2 separate regions of the Pan troglodytes genome follow, and region 1 is linked to region 2. The links are chromatin contacts, called in public Hi-C maps. All regions are on one chromosome and are shown on one strand. Each heading gives the region's core, a stretch centred on a gene start, on an enhancer-like site or on the middle of the called end of the contact. The rest is flanking DNA. Distances are from core to core; before and after follow the strand shown.

Evidence for each region. A called contact is a pair of places that touch in the nucleus more often than the background predicts.
Region 1: a Hi-C map of stem cell-derived neural progenitor cells shows a contact between it and region 2, with 3 times the contacts expected there. The contact joins two enhancer-like sites. A contact is called at or near these places in 4 of 7 Hi-C or Micro-C datasets (induced pluripotent stem cells, a lymphoblastoid cell line and stem cell-derived neural progenitor cells), 1 of 1 datasets of contacts at active chromatin or transcription factors (stem cell-derived excitatory neurons) and 1 of 1 other capture datasets (stem cell-derived neural stem cells).

The regions. Positions count from the first base shown.
Region 1 is chr1:224,317,180-224,319,973 of NHGRI_mPanTro3-v2.0_pri, forward strand. All of the region lies in intron 10 of CAMTA1 (calmodulin binding transcription activator 1), which reads right to left. Among named protein-coding and RNA genes, the nearest start is that of VAMP3, 92 kb to the left of the region's middle. Within about 2 kb of position 1,517, at least 11 of the 24 cell types and tissues checked have an H3K27ac peak or open chromatin away from gene starts, as enhancers often do. A contact at or near this core is called in induced pluripotent stem cells, stem cell-derived neural progenitor cells and stem cell-derived neural stem cells, where this site is marked.
Region 2 is chr1:224,243,562-224,246,379 of NHGRI_mPanTro3-v2.0_pri, forward strand. It overlaps CAMTA1 (calmodulin binding transcription activator 1), which reads right to left. Exons shown (of 21, transcript XM_054662341.1): 20 at 2,032-2,106. Among named protein-coding and RNA genes, the nearest start is that of VAMP3, 18 kb to the left of the region's middle. Within about 2 kb of position 1,555, at least 12 of the 24 cell types and tissues checked have an H3K27ac peak or open chromatin away from gene starts, as enhancers often do. A contact at or near this core is called in induced pluripotent stem cells, stem cell-derived neural progenitor cells and stem cell-derived neural stem cells, where this site is marked.

The sequences.
Region 1 (2,794 bases), core at 267-2,766, 74 kb after region 2:
CCGCCTGGGTTCATTCTCTTTGTAAACACAGGCACAGGCGAGGCCAAATCTACACAGACAGCATCCTCTTGAAGTTCAGCACGGCCCTGGCTGTTGTATCCATAGGACCTATCACAGGTATAAGTGACATTTCCCAGAGATCCTCCCCAGTGGGTCTCCAGGGTAAACCCCATTGCCTGCCTATCTCTAGCCTGGAAGAGGTCCCCCTTGCATCTCTGTATGAAGAGCTGGCCTGCTCAGACCTCCCTGGGGTCCTGTGCAAATGGCCTGGGGTCAGGTCAGGACAGAGGAAATTTGTTCTGAATCCACACCTTTGTGGGTGGAGGAGAAATGGTGAAAACGGCAGTTCCCGAAGACCCTGGGTTAAAGGCAGCCGCTCATTCCCTCTCCTGCCACCCTTGATGCCCCCTCTTCCCGGGCTAACCCTGCTCAGGCTTCAGGTCTCACCAAGGGGGTCGCTTCCTCTGTGAAACCTTCCTTACCACTAGTCGGATTCAGCTTTTTGACAGTCCCTCCTGCACTCATTCACGTGTGCCTGCATTCATATCACAAATATGTACTGCAGCCCACCACGTGCCAGCCCTGGGCTAAGTGATGGGGGTCCAGCAGACAGGGCCTTTGACCCTGGAGCTCACAGTGGGGCGCAGGGGAAGGGAGGGGAAGACCCCTAGGTCTGGGGGAGGCGCTGCAGCTCCGGGATCCAGAAGGCTGCGGCGACTCCCCCCACCTTCCCCCATCTCCACGCCCGGTCTCTCCCAGGATGGCTGCGCCCCAGCTGAGATTTTGGGGACGTCGGGTCCCTGCCTCCCGGCCCCAACGTGGGGACGATCGCCCTCCGCAGGGCGGGGCTGCGCAAACAAAAGCTACGCCGCGGGGACAAAGGCTGCGCCGCGGGGACAAAGACTTCGCCGCAGCTCCTGCTGCTGCTGCTGCGCGCGCGCGCGAGTTCTCTGCGCCCCGGACCCACGCCCCCCACTCGGCCTTTAGCCAAGCAAACAAATTCATGTTTTAGATCAAATGAGGGCAGACAGTCTCTTCCCCGCCCTCAAACATTTTCCCCCGCGCATGGCAGAGGGGACAAAGGGCGCATCCCACATGCAGCAGAGGCCACCGAACGAGGGAGCCAGGGCTCGCCGCCCACCGAAGGCCTGCGGTCCCCGCCGCACGGTGCGGCGCACTCGGAGGCGGGTGGCCGGGCTCAGGCCTTCCTAGTCCCGCGGTCCTCGCAGTCCCTGCGGGCGCCCCAGACCCCGCAGGGCGCGGCGCCGCCAGCAGTTCCGCGAAGGGCCCCGCATTGCGGCTGCGCGTCGGCGGGAGGGCGCGCGCGTGGGAGAGAGTGTGTGCACGCGCGCCGCCGGCAGCCGTGCCCCAGTTTGCTCCGCGCTGCAGTCCCCTGGCGCCCACCCCTTCCCCAGCCCTCCTCCCCTCTCCGCGGCGAACCCGTCTCCACGGCCCGGCCAGCGCGGAGGGAGAATCGGCCCAGCGCCCGCGGGGACGGGAGGGGCTGAGCCGAGAAGCTGCGGAGACCGAGGGGAGGGGCCGGGAGGGACAGGCGGGGAACGGAAGGCTCACCACCGCCCGGCCACTGCAGCACTGGCCCGGACGCAAAGTTCACGGCCAGGCCCCGTGGCTGACCAGAGGCCCGGGACCCCCGCGCTCCCGACTAGCTGTTCCCGCGGCCCCCTTTGCGCTGCGACTGCGGCGCTGCTTCTCCTCCCCTCCCTTAGTATTTATCAAGCTGGTGAAAGGCTGGGAAGGCTGGGCCCTTGGGTGGGTGAGTGCCTTGTATTCATTCAGGGGGAAAAAGAATAGCCAGGGAAGACCCGCTTCTCCCCAGCCAGGTGGGGTCTGGCAGTTCCTCTGTCCCTGCCTCCCTTCCACTCATTCCTTGAAAGGACAACTGGCCCAGACCAAAGGAAGGCGTCCTTTAGGGCCCTGATCTGCTTTCTGCAGGGCCCCTGGGCCGAGGTGGACCCCAGGCTGGTCCCCTCTGGTTCAGCAGGGCGCTCTGAGCTGGGGGTCCAAGCTGCGGAGCTACTGTTCCCCTAGCTGTGCCCTGGCTGGTGGTAACAGAGGCGATGCTGCTGGACGCCCAGGCCTTGATGTCATCGCCGCCCCAATTCCTGTCACCCTCCTGTGTATCCTGCAGGTGCAGGGGTGCTTATTTCAACTTGGAGGCCCACAGAGTTCAGAGCTCAAAGTTCTGGGGGGAGGGGGCAGCTAGGGAGCAGGTGCCCAGCTTGGTGGCAGGCCCATCTCGAGGGGCCTGGGGTGGCCGAGGTCCCGGGGTGTGTCTGTCATGAAGCAGTTGGGTGGCTCCCCTTCCCCCGGGTTTCTATGGCAGCATCCTCCCGTGCCGTAGCCTCTGGGGTACAGCTGGCTCTCTGGGTTTCCAGGGGGCCTGCAGATGTGTCCTGAGCTCTGGGGCACTGCCTGACTGTGACTTTGCTCTCTGAAAAGGCTCCATCTGCCAGGCAGGGTCCTACAGTGGTCCCAGCATCCTTGGGTTCATTCTAGTAAGGCCGGCCAAGTCACTCAGGGAGAGCCAGAGCTCTGCAGAGTTCCTGACTCCATTCCCCATTTGTTCTGCAAAACTAAAACCGGATTTCCTAAACGGGAGCCCCTGGTCACCCTGCCCTTCCTTGTTACATCCCGTGGGTGGTCATCACAGCTCTGCCTGGCTCCGGCCTCAGCCAGGGATGCTGCCAAGGGCAGCTCGGTGCCCCAGGGCAGCCCATGCTAGGGTTTGCAGACCCAAAGCCGCCCCGGGGAATTGTCTCCTGAGGGTTCACCA
Region 2 (2,818 bases), core at 305-2,804:
AAGTGAAAGGATTCCTTTGTTCAGCTTACTTTGTGGGGGCAACCTTTCATGAATTTATGTTTTGTTTAAATATCTCATTCTCTTAACTCTCCCAAAGTAAACACGGGACACAGCTTTGGCAAAAACGAAAGGGAGATGAGTGTAGGACTTTATGCAATTTTGCTCCTACGTTACCCACACATTCATTCAAAGTTTGAGGATCAGACTAGAAGAAATGAGGAAAAAGTCTAGCACGACTTAACTTGCAGACATTCTGGTTTGTCTGAAGTGGCCTAAAGAAGAGTGGTGTTAAGGTAATTTTCTTGAAAACAAAATCTATCTGGAAAGTATTAACCACAGTGTCATGAAAGAAGATGTGATTCTGCTCAAAGTGGCCAAAGTCTATTGGTTTCAGTGCTGGATAGGATCTTGCTCAGGTTTTTCATTTTGCAGGCCGAAGAGGAAAAGGGAGGAAGGAACTATGAATGTATTGGAGAATGTAAGGAAAAGGGCCCAGGTGAGTCCTTGATCTGTTCACCATATAAAGAAAATCAGCTACTCTCTTTGGTCCTAAGTCCCTGCTAAGTAAAAGGTATGATTGAATAATAAAGGAAAGAGGCTGCCTTTGGTAAGGCTTGCAGAATTAATTTCATGATCTTAGAGCCATACCCGTTTTGGGGATGCATTTCCTAACAGGACTTCCTGTTTCAGAGTACTGACACTGGTATGTTACTCATTAGCTATCATGGTGAAAAATCTCCCATCCTTGCATGGTGGAAAGTAAATGTTGCTGAGGCACAGGGCGAGTGAACATTAGCTTCTGCATGGCATCGTAGCTGGGGAAAACCATCTATCCTAGTGAATGCCGTTTTTTAAGTTTTTATGATGTTAATGCAGTGGCTGTGCATGTTTCCTTCTATGGTCACAAAAATAAATTCTTCTGTTAATTTAAGTAAAAGTACAAATAACCCATTAAACCTATTAAGTCTTAAAGGCAAGATATTTTCAAAGCCGGCAATCATATGGTATAGGAGTAAGAAAAACTAAAGCAAAATGAAACATCCAAGGAATCCAATTAAATATGAACACTAGGACTTTTGGTATAATTAAATAGGAAGAGGAAGTAAGACATTAGAGAGTCTGCTTTAATGTTTGGTATTGTAAACTGCACAGCTCCTGACACACAGAGCAACAACCCAACCACACAGAAGGTGGTCTACACCCAGCTCGGACGGCCGCAGTTACAGACGTCAGACTGGAAGATTCACCTGGATAAAGAACACAAACCACTTTCACCAGCCCTCTGAAATCTAAGTAGAGACGCTAGTCTTCATAAAGAAATCTCAAATTTGAGGAACAAAGAGAAATTCCTCTGGCTTAGCTCCATGAGAAGATGCTGCATCCCACAGAATGCTGGGGTCACAGGACCCCATTTCCTACTAATTGAAGATGTGCCCAGAGTCTCAGATGTCTTTCTTTTCCTGAACAGCTGCATTCCAGTGATCTCTCCTGTTCCTCATCACGGACCGGCTTTAATTGATAGTTTAATAATAGAGCATGTTGGCGATTACATGACCAGCAGAGGGCACCAGCTATTTGGTGGAAATTCTACATCAGAAAACTTGTTTGGAATTCATGGTTTTCTTTCCCTTCCTTGAGACTAGAAACTGTTTTCTGTTTGGACACGCGCTAGCATAGTAAAGGATTAGAGCAAAGAACATACTGCAATGTGGCATATCAATCGCAGATTAAAGAGAAACTTAGAATTAAAAGCTAGTCTGACTAAGTTGACCTCACACCCAAATTGAAACAGAAAAACACGGGCATGAATCTCCATTGTTCAAACAGCATCGTCTGACATGGTTACCAGCACTCCAAGGGTAGCAACCTGATCCCTACGTAAAGAGCTCTACCGCCCTATTGTAATTTGGGACGTCTGCCCTGATTATCTGCAGGGGGATTAGCTTTACATAGGAGTTAGTGAGGGTTAAGAAGGTCAGGGTTGCTTCATCATTCTCCCTGAGCAGAATGTATAAACAAGGACTAGTGTACCTGTGGCGACAGCGGCGTAGAAACCTCATTATTTTTCGAGCAGCTTGATCCTGCTTTTTGGTTAGCAAACTGCTCCTGAAAAAGTCAGAATATTATTGTCACAAGAAGGTTACAGTAAAGCCCAATATGGAAAACTGGTCAGCAGTGACAGAGGACTCTGAATTAAGCAGTTCGTGTAGCAAAGCCAACAGCATACGTTAAAGATGTATACAATCTGAAGGGGGATGAGTGCGTATGCTGTTCCCATAGTATCGAGTCCGGGCATCACTAGAGGAGAAAGGAGGGCGTGTATAGGCGCTCTCAGCTTCAAGACAAGACTATACAAAGACTGAAAATAAAATGTCACTTAAATATTCTTCCACAATTCATTATAAGCTCATTTTGCCACAAAAGGCATTCTGGCATTAGACAGGCTTTCTTAGTTTACAAGGTGATTCACCAGAGTTGATACACTCTTTGGGCCATTTTGTAAATGTACTGATCAATGTATTTTACTTGGCTCAACATTTTTATTACAGTCTCTAAAATGGAACAGCTTAACCCTAATTACTCTCCCAAGGTCTCACATGCAGTAATTCTACAATTTCACTCATTTCCCATTTGTGTCAAGAATAGCCTTGTCTCTAATCGGAACATAGCATCATATACATTTCAGTTACATTAGGATTAGGAACAAGTTCTGTTTAGAAATGACTCCAAGAATAGTTTTCATATTTTATTTTCACATTGAAAATCAGATTTCCTTCAGCCTCAAAGAGCATGTTTATGTAAAATTACATGAGTGCTG